Regions from separate parts of the Zea mays genome. Here regions 1 and 2 are each linked to region 3. A link is a contact called in public Hi-C data. All regions are on one chromosome and are shown on one strand. Each heading gives the region's core, a stretch centred on a gene start, on an enhancer-like site or on the middle of the called end of the contact. The rest is flanking DNA. Distances are from core to core; before and after follow the strand shown. Region 1 holds the start of LOC100286168 (stromal 70 kDa heat shock-related protein). Region 2 holds the start of LOC103640938 (pre-mRNA-splicing factor CWC22 homolog). Region 3 holds the start of LOC100277980.

Region 1 (3,418 bases), core at 204-2,703, 140 kb before region 3:
CGCAAACGGGATATAGAAAAGCAAAGCAAAACACCGTGGTATTCAAGTGGGTCTTTGGACCGCTTGAGAGGGGTTGAGTGCAACCCTCGTCCGTTGGGACGCCACAACGTGGAGTAGGCAAGCGTTGGTCTTGGCCGAACCACGGGATAAACCACTGTGCCATCTCTGTGATTGATCTCTTGTGGTTATTGTGTTTTGTTGAGACTCCTCTCTAGCCACTTGGCATTACTGTGCTAACGCTTAACCAAGTTTTTGTGGCATTAAGTTCAAGTTTTACAGGATCACCTATTCACCCCCCTCTAGGTGCTCTCACTTCGGTGACTTACCTGATGGAGCACTAGAGCAATCTAACGAGCTCAAAGCGATTTTGTGTAAAAACACCCTCTTTGCACCCACTCTTCGTTGCGCCGCATGATAGTCATGGTGCACACTTTTGAAACATGGTACCAACTCTCATGTACTATCTTGAACCTCTGATGCATACACTCAATATAATTATATAGTTTTGTGTCTAGAACAACTAGGGTTAGGTAGTGTCCCATATCTTTGACGCTTTATAAAATAATGCAAATGACACCTCCTGAATCTATTTTTTAAAACATCATAACTCTAATTGGTCTCCTATAAGATGATCACCACCTTTAGTATTTAGTCAACACAATGCAAATGACACCTCTTAACATCTTTTTAAACATCCTAACTCTTATTGATCTCCTATAAGATGATCACCACATTTAGTCTTTAGTTAGCACTTTTTTATCTCCGACGTGAGACATTTACCCGTGATAAGGAGTGTTTGCAAGCTTAGCCATGAACGAAATATTTTTTTGTTAGAGTTAGACAAAACAACATCATAGTACACAATTTTTTTTTTCAAAAAATCAGAGATGTATTTCATTATGTACTATACTAATATACCAATTTTCAAGTTCTAATTATTCTACAATAAGAGATGTAAATAATTTTCTATTATTTTTGAACCCTTCACATTGGATAGAATTTTTCTCCTTTTATATATCTTAAAATAGAATAGAATAAAACTTAAAATTTAATGTAGCAATAAAGTAAATAATGAATTATATTTATAGTATTTATTCTTAACCTCATGCAAAAAAACATTAAAAGTAGCATCACAATCGCATAATGCTTCGCAGGACACTCATTTGATCCCTCGCTCCCGTGCACAGCCACAGTGTTCGTCCAAAAACCGGCGACGCCGGCCCAAGAAGCACATGAAGCGGTCATTATGTCGCGCTGCTCGCTCACAAGTCAAGCCAACCCCCGTAAGCCGCAACTGCGAAGTGCAAACCTCACGCGGTCTCCACTGCCGCCGGCGCCGCCGGGTCGCGGCCGCGACCGCGACCCGCACGCCAACCACTTAGCTGCGAGCCCCACGCGTCAGCGTCTGGCGACTATAAACTTTCCTCCCTTCGCAGTTCTCACCATCCTCCCCGTCCTATCCTCTCCCTCGCCATCATCGTCTCCGCCTCCGCCGCTCCCCCTCGGTCCCCTCCCCACCTCCCGTTCTCTCCCTCCTTGGATAGGGTTAGAGACTGAGCTCCCCCGCACGCGCGCGAGCCATGGTCTCCTTCACCTGTTCCCAGGTCGGCGCGACGGCAGCGGGCGGAGCCTCGCCCTTCCTCGGCTACCGGTGGCGGAGCGGCCCCGGGGGAGCCACCCCGTCGAGCTCCCTCTTCGTTGGCCGGCGGCTGGCAGCGGTGCAGATGCGCGCGCCATCTCGCGGGGCCCGCGGGGGCTCCGCGCTGCGGGTCACGTGCGAGAAGGTGGTGGGGATCGACCTGGGCACCACCAACTCCGCGGTCGCCGCCATGGAGGGCGGCAAGCCGACCGTCGTCACCAACGCCGAGGGCGCGCGCACCACGCCTTCCGTGGTGGCGTACACCAAGACCGGGGAGCGCCTGGTGGGGCAGATTGCTAAGCGCCAGGCGGTCGTGAACCCCGAGAACACCTTCTTCTCTGTCAAGCGCTTCATCGGCCGCAAGATGGCTGAGGTCGACGACGAGGCCAAGCAGGTCTCGTACGGCGTTGTCAAGGACGAGAACGGCAACGTCAAGCTCGACTGCCCCGCTATCGGCAAACAGTTCGCTGCCGAGGAGATCTCCGCGCAGGTAACTTGTTATGTTAGAATGGCAGACCAAATGCCCTCAGCTGGCTCCAGTGGTCGGTGACTGGTGGTGCCATCCGTAAGGATGGCAAAAATAAACAAATATCCGGTGGATATGCATTTTACTCTACGTTTTTTCATGGGACAACCTGTATAGAAATCCGAGTTTTGAGGATATGGGTAAATGCCACTCTTGTTGCCATTCTATTGTCTATATTGAAAACCTATGAGTTCTACTAGAGAATAGCTCCTGGTCCTGGCAAATCACTTGTTAAGGTATACTGGATTGAATGTTGTTTGTAATGCAACTGGTACATTGCGTTTGAGGTAAAAAGGTATATTTTGCCACATAAAGATGAACGGATGTAAAGGAAGCTGCTTTTATGTTACTAGGCAACCAGCCTGTGTTAGAATCTTTGGTAATGCTACGGGGTTCTGATTCTTTGGAGAGTCAGTGCCAGTTTCGAATGCTGGGTTTTTTTCCAGAATGCTGCACATGTAAAATTCTGGGCGGACCAAGCTGGGTTTATGCATTTTGATTTCAGCCTGAAAACAAGTAGCATTCTGATATGATTTCTATCAACATTGGGGTTTGCTTGAATTTCTTTTTCTTCAGTTAAGCAGTTGGTCATTTGTGTTCTGCATGCACTTATGTCCTCGGGGACTGAGTTTTTGAGTATATATAAAATATGTATGTTATCATCTGTATAAAACTACTTTTGAGTTGCTACTAGCTACCAGACCAATAGATGTGATATACTTACCATTTTACTTCCATAGTAAGTTGTACATTTAACTTATCCTGTTTTATTATCCGAACAGGTTTTGAGGAAGTTGGTGGATGATGCATCTAAGTTTCTTAATGAGAAAATCACAAAAGCAGTGGTTACAGTCCCAGCATACTTCAATGATTCACAAAGGACAGCAACTAAAGATGCTGGCCGCATTGCAGGACTGGAAGTTCTCCGTATTATTAATGAACCAACTGCTGCATCGTTGGCCTATGGTTTCGAGAAGAAAAATAATGAAACAATTCTAGTGTTTGATTTGGGAGGCGGAACCTTTGATGTATCTGGTAAGGAAGTGTTCCACCTGTTCTTTTTTTATTGCTTTACTTCTGAACCACATGGATAATAATCATCTCTTATCATGGAGATAAAGCCTTTTGCTTTCAATTGGTTCAGACTTCAGAACTATGTGCTGAATAAGTGAATATTTATTCAGTTGTATGAATTGATCAACATTTGTTTCATTTGCCCTGAACGAATTGTAAGGTCACAAATGGGTTTTCAG
Region 2 (3,117 bases), core at 380-2,879, 230 kb after region 3:
TTGCCGCCGCACCGACCGTCTCGCCCGAGCCAGCCTCAGACAAATAGGACAGGGGCACCCGAAAATAGGAAGGGGACATGCACATTTAATGCGTGTGCCAACCCATGCTACGACAACAGAGCACAGTGATAGATAAGACGACGATCATGTCTGGCGCCACAACATGATTACGTTTACACTACAGTGTGCGCACGCCGCCTGCCACCCTCCGATGGGACGCCTAATACGACAAGTCGAGTAGACTGGCCTTCGGGCGCAATCTCTCTGCCTCACCCGAAGCAGGATTCAGCCCGCGGGCGCGATCTCTCTGCCTCGTCCGACCTCGGCTCTAGCCTTCGGGTGATTTCTCCGCCTCGACCAACATCAAGTTTGGTCCTCGGGCAAATTCTCCACCTCGCCCGAGCTCGGCCTTGGCCACCTACTACGCCGTGAATCCTGCAGACGGCCACTCCGCCCGACTGTGGTGCACGTCAAGGGACGGCTCGACTAACGCCTCGGGAAGACTTCCGCCTCAACTAACCAGGGGCTCTGATCTCGATAAGCGCAACAGGGAATCTCGACGTCATCCCGTGTCAGGACGCTGACACACCCCGTAAGCAGCCTTTGGCCCATACCCCGGCGCTGTTACAACAACTACGGCATGGGCAACCTCTCCCTCGGGGGCTCGGGCGTACGGACAACCCCTCGGTCTCTGCCTCGGCTCTCTACGGGAAATCAGCAGGCGCGAGTCAGCAGCACAGTGCGTCATCACGTCGGCTTACAGGGCGCCAAGACGTCTCTCCTTCGGATACAACACCAGCTTCACTGTAGACGCTCCCCTTCGTGTATAAATAGGGCAGTGATCCCCCAAGAGGACGATCCATCCACGGGACACGCAGACGAACGCTCACTCCCCCACTTTGTCTTAGATATTAGTATTTGACTCAATCATCTCTATGGACTCGGGACTTCCTCTCTCCCGCCGTGCTTGTAAACCCCCTACTACAAGCACCACAGTGCGAGTAATATAAGCCTCATCCTCCTCTGCTGGAATAGGGCATTGTATTGCCCGAACCAGGATAACTGCTTGTGTCTTCTCGCTCACCATCTAGAGTCGGCTACGCGACACATTTACTAGTTGGTTAAGGACCCGTGGTCCAAACACCGACAAGTTTATTTCGAGAAGCAGCTAAACTGATAAACTGTTGTGTAAGCTACCTGTTTAGCAAAACTTCTGCTTATGGGGTGTTTGAATGCACTAGATCTAATAGTTAGCTGCTAAAATTAACTGAAGACAATGAAACAATCTAGGTATTACTTTAGCTATTAGCTATTTTAGCAAATTATCTAATAGTTAACTAGCTAGCTAATTTAACTAGCAATATTTTAACTAACTAACTATTAGTTGTAGTGCATTTAAATACCTCGTAAATCTATTAAAAACTGAAAATAAGTTGTACCAAATAGGGTTCAGAACTTACTCTAGTGAGCTTTCGATTTTTAACTTCTTGAAGCTTTTTATTTTTAAATGGTTTGAGCTTTCGATTTTTAACTTCTTGAAGCTTTTTATTTTTAAATGGTTCCAAAGCTAAATTATAAAATTTCAAAAAAGCTGAAAGCTTAGATCTGACCCTTACTACTTACTAGGCTACACGGGACCGATCGAATCGATCTCTTGTCGGCTACACAGAACCGATCGAACCGATTTCTATTTTCTTCGTATCCAATTTCCATCCTTTCCCCTCTCGCGGGCTCGCGGCCACGACCCCGCTTCCCTAGAATTATTACCACAAACCACAAAACCCTCGGTCCCGGCTATGGCTAACTCCGTCTCCCCGCCGCGCCGCCGCCGCCACAGCCACCACGATGACGTCTCCCCGCGCCGCCGCAAGCGCCGCGCGTCCCCGTATCCACCTCGCTCGCCTTCCCTCGGCGTCGACGCGGACCGCCGTCGCAGATCTAGGGCTTCGCCGCCCGATTCCGACAGCCGCGGCCGCGGCCGAGACGCCAAGCCCTCTGAGGAGAAGGAGAACGGCCACGCCAAGCCCGGAAGGGATGAAGACGGCGACAACCGATCTCCCCGGCGCGACAGGGTTTCAGACGGGGAGGAAGGTGGCGAACGCCGGAGGATGCGCGATAGGGTTTCCGACGATGAGAAGGAGGAAGGACGTCGTCGCAGGCGGGCTAGGGATCCGGATGATGAGCCGGACGACCGCCGTGGCAAGCGAGACCGGGAGAAAGACAGACGGCGCCACCGGCGCCGGAGCCCTAGCTCGGAGTCAGGGTCCTCGCCCGACGGCCGTCGCCATCGCCGCCGGCGCCGAGACGAGGGTTCGAGGCGGCGGGACGACCGTAGGCGAAGGGAGGACGAGGGAGACGAGCGCCGTAGAAGCCCTGTGAAGGAGCTGACCCCGCCACTGCCTCCCCCACCGCCGCTCCTTCCGGAGATGATCCCTGGGCGCACGGGTGGGATCTACATCCCGCCTTTCCGCATGGCGCAGATGATGCGTGATATGGAGGACAAGTCGAGCCCTGAGTATCAGCGCCTCACCTGGGATGCTCTCAAGAAGAGCATCAATGGGCTGGTGAATAAGGTGAATGCGACCAATATCAAGAATATAGTGCCAGAGCTCTTTGCAGAGAACCTTGTTCGTGGGCGGGGGCTCTTCTGTCAGTCTTGCATCAAGTCACAGATGGCCTCGCCTGGGTTTACTGATGTATTTGCTGCGCTAGTTGCGGTTGTGAATACCAAGTTCCCTGAGATTGGGAAGTTGCTTCTTGTTCGTGTCGTGCTCCAGCTCAAGAGGGCATATAAGCGAAATGACAAGGTGAGCTTGTCTTCATTTTCCTCAGCTCAAGAAGTGTTTTAGTACTTTGTTACTTTTTTATTTAAGAATGACTCATTTAGAATCTACAAACGCCGGGTCTAGTTGCATTCCAAGGTGTTTTCATATAATTAGTTTCACTTATTGTATGGTTGCTTATCTAATCCTTATCAAGATCTTTGCAATTTTTTAAACCATTTACAAAATGGGCTATCCTATTTATGTTAGTCTGGAAAAAATGGCTACTTAAGTCTGCAGCTGAAGGAGAACTATTGGTGCATACACCAATAGATCTGCTGTTCTGCAATTACAA
Region 3 (3,284 bases), core at 228-2,727:
GGAAGAGTTGGAATGCTCAGGCGATGTCGTGACCTGGGAACAGAACCAACACATCCACACATATGCTTAGTCGTTGTTCTCAGTAGGAAAAAATGAAGATGGCACCTACAAAGAAACAACGGAATACGCACCTCCCGTTGTCCTCGCGATGGGTGATAGCATCGTCTATGGCGCCCCTTTTCCACTCTCTAATAGTAATCACTGTGTACTGGCGAATATGGAAGGAGCGTGGTGTGGGGGAGAGGATGGAAGGGCATCGGAACGCAAAGCGCTTGGGGCGCGAAATCGGGGGCATCTCCTGTGGAAGGCGAGACCGGCACGTTGGCGAGGAAGGAAGGTAGATCCCGACGCGGGGCGGGGGGTTGGTTTTCATTGATTGGCTGTCGTCTCAACCGATCTTGATTTCACTGATCGAGTCGAGGATGGAAGGGAGAACGACGAGTGGGTAAAGATGGAAGGGGCTAGCTGCTCGAGGGTAAAGATGGAAGGTGGCACTGGCTGTACTGGACGGATGAGGCTGGCTGGTGTTGGGCGACATCCGTGGGAGAGAGACGTGGGCACGTCGGGCGCGGTGGCGGGTACTGCGGGCGCGGCGACATTCGTGGGAGCACGTGCAACGCGGGCGGGGCGCGTGGGCAAGAGCAGAGCTATGGACGCTGACTTTACGCTCTTAATAGAGTGTGAACATATTCGTTTTATCACGTTCTAAGTGCTGATGGTTGGTCGCAACGACTTCAATATCCTCTGCATCGACATCTTGGATGCCTTGAGCTTGAGGACCCGGCGCTACTCTGAAATCCAGCGGACTGGCACACATGGATCACAAATGCTCGCACGATTCTCTCTCCCTTTTTTTTTTGTTTGCGAAATTTCCCGCGTCTCTGTCTCGCGATCCTATTGACAATTCTGGCACCACTGAAGCGGATCGGAAGAAAGAAATTGCTGCCAAACACTCATTCAGAGAGACGAATCAACGACCAGTACCCCATTACATAGCGAACGTTTCCGATGCGACAGACTGACATGCATGAGGCATGGCATCACATGGTGATCCACATGTTGATTAGTTACAAGCAGGCGGCCAAAGTAAATAAAAAGTATTTTTATCACCATCAAAGGGAGGGGGCGCAGACGACGCAGGCGAGCAGAAGCATGGCGGAGGAGGCGGCGTCGTCCTCCTCGCTGAAGCAGCTGCGCTTGAACCGGCACGCCTTGGCCTTGTTGATCGGCAGCAGCCGACGCAGCACCAGCTCCTGCTGCTGCTGATGATGATGGCGACGATCCCGCCACCGCCCCCCGCTGCTGCCTCCCGCCGCGGCCGGCTGGTCCGCCACCCGGCTCCACCCTTCGCCTGCCCGATCGCCGGCTGCAGCCGGCCGCTGAACCATCTTTTGTTTGCTAGTACGATGGTTCAAGAACTAGCTTATTAGCTTATGAGATGGTGAACGATCCTGGGATGATCGAGTGGAGTGGAGAGACATGGCCATATGGTGAGGCGAGGTCTATCTATTTATAGGCGGCCGGGGTTGGCGTCCGCCGGCCGGCGCGGTCTCGTATGCCATGCCATGTGCTGTGCCGTGGCCCATGCTGCGATTCTTGTTTGGTTCCAAATGAAAAGAAACTCTACACTACGCTACTATAGCCATATGGCAGTGCAATGCATAGACATCTTTAATTCGAATGCATTCGGAAGCCACAGCCGGCATGCATGGTGGGATGGATGGGGTGGCCGATCCCGATCGAGGAGGGCCTGCTACGGGTAGAGTAGAGGAAGCGACGCGCGCATAGGACAGTTTTGATGTGGGTGGGCCTGTGGGCTGTGGCGTGGCAAATGATAAAGCTGGAGGATTTGAAAACCGGCGAGGAGGGAGAGGGGGGGCCAGAGCTGATGGGCATCAGCTGCATATACCGGCAACGGGCATCCTGTTGATGATATTATTATCAGGGCAGAACATGGTAGGGTACACGGAAGGAGGGGCCCATCCCATGGTCCACCGAGATGGTATGGAATGGAGCAACGTCTCCATGTACAGAGAGACGTGTGTTGAAACTGCGACCCCGGGTGTCGAATTCCAACGGAGTCAAAAAGAAAAACTGGAAAATAAATCTTAACATTATGATAACTGAATTGCCATTTCTCTAGTTTTGAAACAAGTTAGATGAGTTTTATTTTTCTAGTTTTAGAGTGTGTTTGGTTCAGCTTCTTCTTAAACCAGATTCTCTGCCGGAAACCTAGGTTTTAACCAAACATAAACCGGTATACAACCGTGAAATAAATTTACGAAGATCTATTGATTCCTCTAGTTCAATTTAGAATCATATTGTACCCTCCAGATTTTCCAGATTTCCGTCATCCATATTACACGCTATCATTCTTTTACGAAATCTATACTTGACAATTGTTTCACTAAATATATTTTACTAGCTGAATGCCCGTGCGTTGCAACGATAATATATAATACGAGTATTCTACGATAACTTATATACAAAATGTGTGTTATACCGTTATGAGAAAATGTTTCATAACCAATTTGTGATTCTGACCATACATAAATTTTGTTATTTATAATCTATCTGTTTCACCACTACATTGCAACTATCAGTATCATGCAGATTTCGATATATGTCACGATTTGCATGGTCTCATCATTATAGAGCACGTTCCACACATACTGGAAGAAATTACATCGTACATCGTTAGTCATCAGACACATACCACCATACGCTTTTGCTTAAATAAAAAGGCAAGTGTGTGTTTGCGAAGAGAATTAAAGGAAAGCCGGCACAAAAGCTACCCCAACGGTGGCGAGGATGACGAACTGGTCATTGTTGTCGGTCCTCCTCTGCGTCACCTCTGGCGCCAAGATGACGCCACAGTCCTCGATATAGTAGTCATCGAACGCACGCGACATACCGAGTACTGATGACTCTTGGCTGGGCTGTAAAACGAAGTGCACCCCGGGCTCATCAGCAAGGTAGTACCCCTGACCGTTGCACCACCGGATGCGCTACTCCTCTACATACATCGTGTTCAAGGACACTCATACAACGTCAGCAACGGCCATCGTCTCAGCGCACAAGAATTCATGGCCAGTCAGTAGCGACTTACGTGGCAGGTTGGGCTTTAGGTGGACGATGAGCTAGACGACGTGATGACGTCGTCGTTGAATGCAGTGCCCAGAACAACCCGAGAGTCACCGATGTTGGCGACGACCATGAGGTCCCCCAGCTTGACGATGGACAGCGCGGAGCAGCCGCTCTGCACCGCGTCCAAGCGGTGGCGG

The links. A called contact is a pair of places that touch in the nucleus more often than the background predicts.
Region 1: a Hi-C map of ear shows a contact between it and region 3, with 5 times the contacts expected there. The contact joins the promoter of LOC100286168 here to the promoter of LOC100277980 in region 3. A contact is called at or near these places in 2 of 25 Hi-C or Micro-C datasets (ear and leaf).
Region 2: a contact with region 3 is called in a Hi-C map of ear, with 2.8 times the contacts expected there. The contact joins the promoter of LOC103640938 here to the promoter of LOC100277980 in region 3. A contact is called at or near these places in 2 of 25 Hi-C or Micro-C datasets (ear and an unstated tissue).

What each region holds. Positions count from the first base shown.
Region 1 is chr10:22,004,077-22,007,494 of Zm-B73-REFERENCE-NAM-5.0, forward strand. LOC100286168 (stromal 70 kDa heat shock-related protein) reads left to right here and starts at 1,454. Exons shown (of 8, transcript NM_001159056.1): 1 at 1,454-2,129; 2 at 2,948-3,200. The coding sequence starts at 1,581.
Region 2 is chr10:22,371,544-22,374,660 of Zm-B73-REFERENCE-NAM-5.0, forward strand. It overlaps LOC103640938 (pre-mRNA-splicing factor CWC22 homolog), which reads left to right and starts at 1,630. Exons shown (of 8, transcript XM_020545568.2): 1 at 1,630-2,807. The coding sequence starts at 1,797.
Region 3 is chr10:22,141,828-22,145,111 of Zm-B73-REFERENCE-NAM-5.0, forward strand. LOC100277980 reads right to left here and starts at 1,478. Exons shown (of 1, transcript NM_001151408.2): 1 at 932-1,478. The coding sequence starts at 1,388. The coding sequence ends at 1,113.